Regions from separate parts of the Rattus norvegicus genome. Here region 2 is linked to region 1. The links are chromatin contacts, called in public Hi-C maps. All regions are on one chromosome and are shown on one strand. The core of a region is the stretch at or near the end of the contact, and the rest is flanking DNA. Distances in the headings are between cores, read along the strand shown.

Region 1 (4,997 bases), core at 745-3,244:
CAATATTTGTAGAGACTGGGTGCAGTGGTGCACTTGGGAGGCTGAAGCCAAAGGATTGTGGGTTCAAGGCCAGCCTGGGCTATATAATATAGCAAGGTCGTGTCTCAAACACAAAAAACAACAAAAAGATAAAGAAAAGAAAATGAAGAGGAGACTCTGGTAGCCAGCAGATGTGACAAGCCTTCTTGCTTATGGGGCAGGCAGGGTCTAAAAATGGAAAAAAAGCCATTAAGTCTAGACACTGGAAAGTCTAGACTCAGTACTTCTCTGATATGCGTGTACGTGTGTGAGCGGGTCATTCCAGGGTATGCTCATTTTGTACTTCTTCCCTCTATTGCTCAGGTTTTCTAAAAATATAGTCCTTTCTTTCTCTCTCCCTTCCTTCCTTCCTTCCTTCTTTTTGGTTTTCTGAGACAAGATTTCTGTATGTGGTTCTGGCTGTCTTGAAATTCATGGTAAGGCTGCAGTAAGGCTGGCCTTGAACTTGAGATCTACCAGCCTCTGCCTCCCAAGTGGGAAAATACAGCAGACCCTCCGTGCTTCTAAGAGAGTCAACAGGAGGCAGACTGCTGAGAACGCAGCTGCCTTTCCCCAGGAATCAACAGATCCAATGTCTTACAGCAAAATCTCCATCTCTTCTGGCCGTTGTCTGGTGGTTTTCTATAAACTGCAATGCTCACAGGCATGATGCACAGAGCAGGGTTCTTTCTTTCTCAAGTTTTACCATTTTTTGCTTTTGTTTTTTGTTTTTTTGTTTGGAACACAGAGACACTAACTCTGAGGATTAGAGCCCTGGGTGTCCAATAACAAGCAGACAGTACGCCATGATGGTGTTTGTGTGTGTCACTCTGGGACCACCGCACCACTCTTTCCTTTCCACCCATAGTTCTACCACCCACCAGCATGTGATGAGCTCCAAGCCTACAAGTCTTCCATTGGTTCCGCCATAACTGGGGCCAAGTGGTACCAGTGTGCAGGCACAGTACTGGGCTATGTTTGGTACAAGACTAACTGCCTCCCACACTGCTCAGGAATCTGTCTCTGGTATGGGCTCTAGAATGACCAGAGGCCTCTTACCATGTTTCTTGCCTCCCTTCCATTCTCCTTCATAGCGGAAGAAAGAATTTGGGTATACATATACGCCATAGCCTGTGTACAGAAAAGAAGGTGAACATCATGATGTTTTGACATCAGTAGACACAGAGATGAGGCATTTCAGGGTCTGGAGTAGTCTTCAGGTCACTTCTCATCAATCTTTTTAACGTGACAGGATGCTTCACCTTGGTTAATCGATCAAGATGTATGCTCCCTCTCCTTCCCTTCGGTTTTGCTACATGGATAAGTAGCGAGGAAAAGTCAGGCTTGGCCAGAAGAGGGCTAGGACCAAAGCTGATTGTAGGCTTTTAAGGGGAAGGATTCAAATGGAGGTGGTGAGGCCACAGAAGCAGTGAACAAGCTCACTTAGGATACAGCGAAGAGCCTACCCTGCCAAGACCTTCACCATCCTCCTGTCCCCACGGGACAAAAATCCACATTTACTCCTAAGAACTCCTAGCTAGCCTCATCTTTTATCATGTAGCTCTGAGACATCACACCCAACACCCATCTCTGTTCCTCATAAGCAACCCCACTGCTTCCTTGCCAGCAAGTCTCAGCCTGGAACGGGAAGACAGTGGCACTGCCGTGGACTCTGGCCTCATATCGACCTGTTTCTCCGGTTTTAGGACAATTTTCTATCAGACTGCATTGGGCGGGCCCGCAATCCCAGTTCTTGTGTGCTCACCCAGGCCAGTCTGACCTCGACTCTATCGGCCCCCCTGACACAGGGCCGCCTGGCCGTGAGACTGCAACCTGGACCACGCCTGTGGAGAACGCGAACGCAACCGAGCTCCAGCGGGGATACGCAGCCCGTACCGTTTCGCGGTCGCAGTCTCGGCGAGTGCCGGAGAGGTTGGAGCGAAGCCGGGTTCTGATCCTCAGCTGCCGCCATCTTGCCGCCAAAGTTTCCCTGGCAACCACAAAGCTGCCTGCCATTGGCCTCCGGTTGCTATGGGGCGTGGCCAGGTGACCATAATATTCAAAGCAAACGCGTCGTTTCCGGAGCCTGAGGACGGCAATGCGCCTGTGCAGTACGGCGCATTTCCGCCAACTCCATTCTTCCGCCGGGAAGCACTCCCGCCAACGGCCTCGGCGTCCATACCGGAAGCGGAAATGGTTGGAGCTTGGGCCCCGCCCCGCGGCCATCTTGGCGGCTGGAGGCGGCGCCGCGGGACGGAACGGAAGTGCCTGTGCAGCTTCCCGGATCCGGAGCCGAGCTCTGGCGGCCGCCCTGCCCGCCATCCTCCTTCCGCAGCCGTGAGGGAGACCGCGGCTCGGCTGCACCGGAGCTGCGAGGTGCTGGGGGTGGGCTGGTGGTGCGGACCTGGCCGGGCGGCACACCGCCGCCTTCCTCTGTACTGTCAAGGCCATGGGCGGGCGGGCAGGCGGGCGGGGCCAGGCAGCGCCTTTGATACTGGCGAGGGGTTGCCAGGGGCCGGCCGATATCCGAGAGGGGTACGCGAGGGGAATGCTAAACGCTGCCCCATCCGGCCGCGGCTCGCTCCCCCCAAACCCCCCGGGTCCTGGCTTCGGAAGAAGGTGGCCTGTTGTCGTCCTCACAGATCCGGGCGGCATGTGTTAGGTGTCCTACTGCTACCCCACTACCGTGTTCGGTTTCGGGGCACACGTGTAGGAATTAAGCCAGAGTGCGAAGACGTTACTGAATGGATTGAAGGGTTGCTGGTTAAATGGGTCTAGATTATACGGTGACAGTAAGGCAGTAAAATCCCCAGCCCTCTAGGCTGTACCTCCAGCCCCGTGCAGATACATTGTCTTCCTTAGCAGGGTTTCGGTGCAAGAGGGCTACCTACCTTCACATTGAGAACACCCGAGTGGCTTTTCTTTCCTGACTCTTAATAATAGATACTACCCAGGTGGTGGTGGTGCACGCCTTTACGTGAGGCAAAGGCTGTGAGTTTGAGGCCAGCCCGGTCTACAGAGCAAGTTCCAGGACAGCCCGGTCTACATGGAGGAACCCTGTCTGGGGGGGAAAAAAAAGGACTAGAGACTAGTTATATGTCTTGCAACTTTTTTTTTTTTGATGTGAGTTTTTTTTTAAACTCACAATATGTGGAAATCCCTCATAAGTGCTCAAAAGAGCATCAGGAAACCCATACTCTGTGCCTTAGATCCAGGTTGTGTGTTGGGGAACTGGTTGCAGTGGAGGTAGGATGTAAAGAAAGAACTGGGGAAAATCTGAGTTGATCATCCCCACTCCACCCACCCCCTAAAGGTGGGAGGGGCCAGAGAGGGAAGGACTCAGAGGGACAGGGTCTGGAAGGGTTGGCAGAAAGGGAACAACTCTTGAAGCATGCACATGCCATTCCTTGACCAGGAGGCAGTGACGGGCACCCTTACCCCCACCTCATATGCTGTGCAGAGAGCTTTCTCCTCTCTTCTGTATTCCTAATTTAGGAGTGATGGATTGCAGAAACTAACCAAATGATGGACTCCAGAACAAGGCATGGGGCACAAGCTCTGTGTGTAGTACTTGTGTCCCCCTTAGAACAGTTTTTCTCTTGCTTTTTTTGTGACGGAACATAGAGCAATTTCAGTAGGTATGTGGCAAGCACTGTAGGTGTGAGGCCCACCCTAAAACCAGACAAGGTCCCTCAAGAAGGAGCTTGCATTCTTGTGAGAGGGAATTGAGAGATTACTAGAAAGGGATTGGAAAACAGTTGTTACAGGAAGTAGAAACAGCAGTGATGTGACGTGGAATTGGTGGTCATTGTGGACAGCATGAAGGGCCTCTTTGACCTTTAGTCTGAGTGGAGAGAAGAGAATTGCAGTTGGAACAGCTGGTATGAGGGCTGCCCTAATCCAGGAACGAGTCTGAGACATTCAGGACTGGCACTTGTTCTACCACAGGCTGCCACTAGGTCTTCATAAGAGCCCTTTGAGGAAGGCAGTGAGGCGCTCATCCCATATTCCAGGTCCAAGCCCAAGGCTGTCCCAGATCACACTGCTCGGAAGTGCAGTGCTGGGATTTGAAGCAGGCAGTGGGACTCCAAAGTTCACATTCTTAATCTCACTGTGCTGCCTCTCAGGTTGTTATTGGCAAGGAGTTTAATCAAGATGTAGAGCAGTGTTGTCTGATAACCAGAACTCGACTAATAGGTTTGTCTGATAATCAGAACTCGACTAATATGTTTTTGGTAGGTTTTCTACACATCATCTGAACCAGAGTTTTAAACAGTTAGCTCAGCTTAGCATACATTCTTTAAAGGAGTAGCTCTGTCTTTTTTCTTTAAAATGGCCTCCCTGTGTAGATAGGTTGGTCTGGAACTCACTATATAGACAGACTGACCTCAACTCTCTGCCTCTGCCTCTGCCTCCTAAACTGGATTTAAAGGTGCGTGCTACCAGGCCTAGTATTTTCTTTTTAATATTATGTCTCAGTTTAAGCAAAAGTGTTTTAGTGGTAAACACTGTAAAGTAAGGGAGCATTTTCATATACCATAGGGTATTGAATGTGACTAACATAGCTTTCTATAAGCGGGGCTTTGGCCGAAGTGGAATGGCCATTCTAGGTAGTACATTGTAATGTGGTCTCTATTTAAATGTGGAATCCCCCAGAAAGGGAGAGCCACATCTAGGTTCTTCAGTTAAATGTGTGCATTTAGTTTATGCACACACCTGAGAACAAAGGGTGTTCCCAGTCTCTTGGGCAGCTCTGAGCACCATACTCAGTGGGTCCAGGAAGTGGCAGCCCACTCACAACTCTTACTGCAGTCTTGACACACTGATCTCTGGGGCTGCTGAGAAGGCTGTCACACATTACCTGTTTGCCGTTGAAGTCACGCTATGTGGCCACTGACATCTGGTTCCGAAGGACTCCCTGAGGTTGACACGGGGTAGGCTGCAGATGTTGGACTTCTCGTCCTGCCACCCCACTGTAG
Region 2 (5,249 bases), core at 2,344-4,843, 56 kb before region 1:
TTCTGTAGTTATAGGCTGTGCACTCTGCAGTTCTTGCACTGGGTTAGCTTGGATGCCCAACCTCTTCACCTCAAGCAAATTATATCCAAGACCTGCCCCACTGAACTTTGTTATGTATGCATATATGTGCAAGTATACATAGGTGCATGTATGTGTGCCTATACATATATGTATGTATGTGCAGATATACCTGTGTGAGTGTATGCGCAGATATACCTGTGTGAGTGTATGTGCAGATACATGCATGTGTATGTGTGTGTGCGTGTGTGTGTGTGTGTGTGTGGGCATACCTGTGTGCATGTATATGTGCAGCTATACATATGCACATTGTGTGGCTATATATATGCTACACATATGTGCATGCATGTGCAGTTATACCTGAGTGTGTGTGTGTGCAGATATATGCATGTATGCATATGTGCATGTGTGTGAACCACCACAGCACCCATTTCTTTTCCTTTGGGGGGGGCTATTTATTGAGACAGGACTTCTCTGTGTAGCCCTGGGCTGTCCTAGGACCCGTTCTGTAGACCAGGCTGGCCAAACTCAAGAGATCCCCCTGCCTCTGTGCTGTGAGTGCTGGGATTAAAGGTGTGTGCCACCACAGCCCAGCAGGGGCTTTTATTTTTTTATGTGAGCTCTGGAGAATGGGTCCTTCTGCTTGCAAGACAAGTGCGTTACCAACTGAACTATCTCCTTTATCCTGAGTTTAGTCTCTGCTCTTCTTGTTTTAAGATAGGATCTGTCTATATAACCAAGACTGGACTTGAATGGACAATGATCCTCTCAAGTGCTGGGATTACACATTACCAGGCCTGGCTCTAGAACTCTTCCTGGGTGTTCAAATTTCAGATGCTTGGACCACTTGGCAGCAGGGCATTGGGAGGGGGAGGAGTTATACAGACAAGAGCATCTGCACCTGTTCCTGTCCTGGCCACATGGAGGGCCAGACCAGTCCCAGTGACCACAGTTCTCAGAAGACCAGCAGTTACTGGTGCAGATACACTTGGCCGGAAGAGGCAGTGTCTGTCTGGGTGTTGTGGCTACCCCTAATGTCCTGAGATGAGGATAAAAAGCCAGTGTCATCTCAGAACCTCAGTGGCTGTGTCGGGAAGCTAGAGCAGGAAGCTGGGGTCTTGCCTGGACCACTAGACCCTGATCAGCTGGTAGGTTTGCTGGTGACTGTGTAGATGGCTAGCTCAGAGCTGTCTATTTGCAGAGGTTCTGTGATTAAAAGCAGCCCCACCTGGCCCCGCTTGCCTGGACAGACCTGATGTCAGCTGAGAAGCCTCTGTAGTGCCATAGCCTCATGGAGTAGTGACTACAAGTTTCCTGACATTAAAAGCTCAGCATGCTTTTGGGGAGTTAAATACCAGAGGCTGCCTGAGGATGGGCTGGAAAACGGCAGCTGCGGCTGCTCACTCCCAGCCATTTTCCTTCCTAAATTGAAACATGATTTTCTTTGTTTTCTTTTGACAGAAATGTGGTTTCATCTTGAGGAGGAGGAGGAGGAGGAGGAGGAGGAGGAGGAGGAGGAGGAGGAAGAGGAGGAGGAAGCTACAGAATGCTGTACTTGTCTGAAGGGCAGACTTGGGAAGTGATGCTCAGAAGTAGTGTAGGAGATAAGGGTAGAAGGCGGGTCCAGAGACCTCCTGTGACCTGGTGAAAAGATGCTTGTGGCTGCACCCAGGGGGTTGGGACAAAGTCAGACCTGGGCCTCCCCAGCAGCCAGTGTGCCCTTCAGTGGCAGTTATGAGATTCCCTCCAATGACCCTACCTTAGCAATGCTGGGGATGACCAGGTAAGAAGACCCTCTTCACTTTGCAGTGCCAGGGGACCTGAACTTGAGGCTGTTCAGGCTGGGTGGCCTAGTTGCCCCCAGTCCTTGCCTTCATGGAAATCTAATTTAGACCTTCATGGGCCCGGGAATAGTGTTGTTGGTGGGGCAGATATGAGGGTCCTCAAGAGGGCACTGGGACACTGAGCCCCTACCTGTGTCCCATAGGACTCCGAATCAATTCAGTGCTAAGGCCAAGGAAGAGTCTATTAGAAGGCGCCCCATGGGGGTGCTACTCAGGGTTGGTATTTTAGAGTTTTATTGAAGTCAGTAGCTGTGGGGCTCACAGGGCCGTCCCCAGCTCTCAGATTGTTTAGGAATAGAGGATTTGGTCCCTGACCTTCCCTTGAGGATATTGCTGGTTCCCTTATGTCCAATGGCCAGGAGTGGCCTCTAGCTTAGAGCTTCTGGGTGATCTTCAGGGACATGGGGCAAGTGGATGTCCCCCCTTGCCAGGATCCGCAGGTGTTTGAAGGTGGTGGGCAGCCTGTGGCCCAGGAATGGAGGGCTGGTGACGTCACAGACCATGAGCACATACTCCCCTGTGAGGGACAGGCAGGGTGTCCTGAGGTGAGTGTGACCACCAGAGCCCAGGCTCACCCTCCCTTGGGTATCTCAGCCCCGTCATCTCTGAGGCTGGGTGCTTCATTAGCAAGCGTTTGGGCAAAGCAACCAGCTTCTCAGATCAGGCCTGGGAATGAAGGAGGCAGGTGTGGGGAGGGGACAGATGTACAGACAGCCCTCAGGGTCAAGCTACATCAAGCCACAGAGACCCCTGCTCCCAACTGCTAATTAGGCCACGTGGCTGAGTCTTTTTTTTGTAAATACTTGACTACATTGTTGTTGGAGAAAACACATTCGTTTTCTCTAAATCTTTAAGAAATAGCTGGGCCTCTCAAGGCTTGAAGTGTCTGGTGGGGTCCTGAGACCCTGGAGGGGGCTGGAGGGGTAGGGAGGGAAGGCCTGGGGGGAACTGGGGGAAGGAAGGCCTGTGGGGTCTGTGGGGAGGGAAGGCCTGTGGGGGGCTGGGAGGAGGGAAGGCTTGGGGGCCTGGGAGGAGGGAAGGCCTGGGAGTCTGGGGGGGGGAAGGCCTGTGGGGGGCTGTGGGGAGGGAAGGCCTGGGGGCTGGGAGGAGGGAAGGCCTGGGGGTCTGGGGGGAGAGAAAGCCTGGTGGGGGGGCAGAGGAGGAAAAGCACTTTTCCTTTCCACAGTCTGTAAACTGTCTGGAGAGCTTCAAAGTTGGAGAAACCATAAAAAAGAAAATAAGAAATAACAAAAAGGGAAGTTGCCATAGAAACAGCCCTCTCTCCCTCCCCTGAGCCCGCTGGGGCTGGCACCAGAGTGTGGAAAAAGCCCCTTGGCTGGCCCAGGCTCACACCAGGAATGTGGCAGCCGCTGAAACTGGGTTGAGGCAGGCTCCCACTACCAAGCGCACCAGAGCCCAGCCGAGTGACCCTCCATTCCCCGCTAAGCTAAGGGCTGTGCCTTCCTGGATGGGATGAGAGTGGGCCTGGGGGCTGGAGGAATTTGCTTGGCCTTCAGAATTTTCTTCGAAGAAACTGGTTCTAGGGGGCCCATGAACTGGGACTGGGGTACTTGGGGCAGGGGACACATTGTATCAGTAAAGCACCGGCAACACGCCAGCCTCTCTGGCAGCTGGAGGGAAGCCCTGCATAGCGACGCAGCCACAGTGTTCCCAAGCAGCCCATCTCTAGGCGTTCCCAGGAACATGCAGCTGCACCAGGCTGGGCCAAGGGTGCTGGCCTGGGGAGCCAGTGTGAGCTCACGGCCATGGCCGAGGAACCAGGCCACAGGCCTGATCTGACCCTGTTGCTGGGGCCTGTCCCCCATCAGATGCTCTGGCTGGTGGCTTGCACTGGAGGCCCGGACACCACATTGTTCAGTCCTGGTCCCTAATCCTGTCCCCCAGGCCAGCTCTCAGCTGAGGGATTTGGCTGTCACCTGGCTTTACCCTGTGTGGCAGCTTCAGTCCTGGAACTGAAAGATTCTTCTCACTGTCCAGAGGTGACAGGGACTTTGCCCAGGGCCAATCTAAAGACTCAGCAGTAGGTATGGGTGGGAATGTTGCATCCCACCCTGTCCCCCTGTTCCAGGCTCTTTCTAGTAGAGCCCACCAGCAGAGCAGCAGGCCCAGGCTCACCCTGACCTCGAGGCCCTGACAGAGCTGTGAATGGCTGGTTTCTGCTTCCCATGACCCTATGTGAGATGGGTCTCGCAGGCCTCTCACCAGGATTCTGGAGGTGCTGGAGCAAAGCTGAATTTTGGGGGGCTAGGCAGACAAGTGTCTACCCTTTGTTTAACCTGTATCAGCTGCCCGGGCCTGGGCCCTTCTAGAGTCTGGAGAAGTCATTTCTGTTCTGAGCTCTGATGAGGTCAAAGCCTTGGCCTCCCTGGCTCTCTGGGACTGGGGCCTCTCTAGCTTGGTGGGGAGGACCCAGGCTTGGCTATTTCCCCGAGACAGGATAACTTCACAATAGGGGCCTAAGCCCAAAGGCCGCCCACCTAGGCCCAGCTTAGGCACTGCCCAGTTCCTAGGAGTACAGCAGCTCTGAAAAACGCCCTGGATCAAGGATCCTGTCCCCAAACTTTGGGCTCTGCTGGCTGAGACCTGAGAGCCCACAGATTGCTCTTACTGTCCACAGGAGGGTCAGGTATACCAGTATGCAGGGATGCTAGTTGGGGCACATGAGGGTCTGAGGATCAGAGACTCATGGCCACGTTGTGTTTCCCGCACCCTTCAGGTTCAGCTGCTGATGCCCTCTACCCATAACCTCTACAGCTGTTCGATGTTCCCCCTACCCATAACCCACACACCTCCTTCTACCTCTGGGATGCTTGAGCACATGCCTTGCCTGGACCACCGTCGCCACCCACAGGCCCATCCCCCAGGACAGTTTGCCTCTGCCTTTGTAACCACAGTGACGGGGTCCTTCACATCTAAATACCCACCTAGATATGCAGCTGTCGATGGCTCTGCTGTGGTCCCATCAGACCTGTGGGGAGCAACGGAGGGACCTGAGTACTCTGGCAATCCTCTTTGGGTATTGATTCCACCCAAACTGAGGCCAACGGTTCTGGTGCAAATGCTGGGACCCAGGGTGGCAGAGACTGTAGTGTCTACACGTGTGTGTGTGTGTGTGTGTGTGTGTGTGTGTGTGTGTGTGTGACCTTCTCTGTGTCTCCTCTTGGAGAGCTCTGTACAAGCAGCCCATTCCTTGTTCCCTGCCCTCTAGGCCCCATCTCTGGGCCTCACAATCTCGGAGTTGCTGGGCAGGTGTGTAACGACCACCCTGTGATTCTGGCTAGTCTTGCTCCCTCAGAACCCAGGTATGGCTTCTGGGATGCTAGGGTCTCTCACACACAGACTAGGGTGATTGAGAGAGGAGCTGGG

The links. Hi-C and Micro-C count contacts between places; a contact is called where the count stands out from the background.
Region 2: a contact with region 1 is called in a Hi-C map of psoas muscle, with 2.0 times the contacts expected there. The contact joins the enhancer-like site here to the promoter of Morn1 in region 1. A contact is called at or near these places in 6 of 12 Hi-C or Micro-C datasets (the A7r5 cell line, the Rat2 cell line, frontal cortex and 3 more).

Annotation. Positions count from the first base shown.
Region 1 is chr5:170,926,330-170,931,326 of GRCr8, reverse strand. It overlaps Morn1 (MORN repeat containing 1), which reads right to left and starts at 1,994. Exons shown (of 14, transcript NM_001005544.1): 1 at 1,915-1,994; 2 at 1,078-1,149. The coding sequence starts at 1,990. Rer1 (retention in endoplasmic reticulum sorting receptor 1) reads left to right here and starts at 2,347. Exons shown (of 7, transcript NM_001039012.1): 1 at 2,347-2,394.
Region 2 is chr5:170,984,050-170,989,298 of GRCr8, reverse strand. Morn1 (MORN repeat containing 1) reads right to left here. Exons shown (of 14, transcript NM_001005544.1): 13 at 4,808-4,851; 14 at 2,080-2,379. The coding sequence ends at 2,231. Among named protein-coding and RNA genes, the nearest start is that of Morn1, 57 kb to the right of the region's middle. Within about 2 kb of position 3,593, at least 31 of the 93 cell types and tissues checked have an H3K27ac peak or open chromatin away from gene starts, as enhancers often do.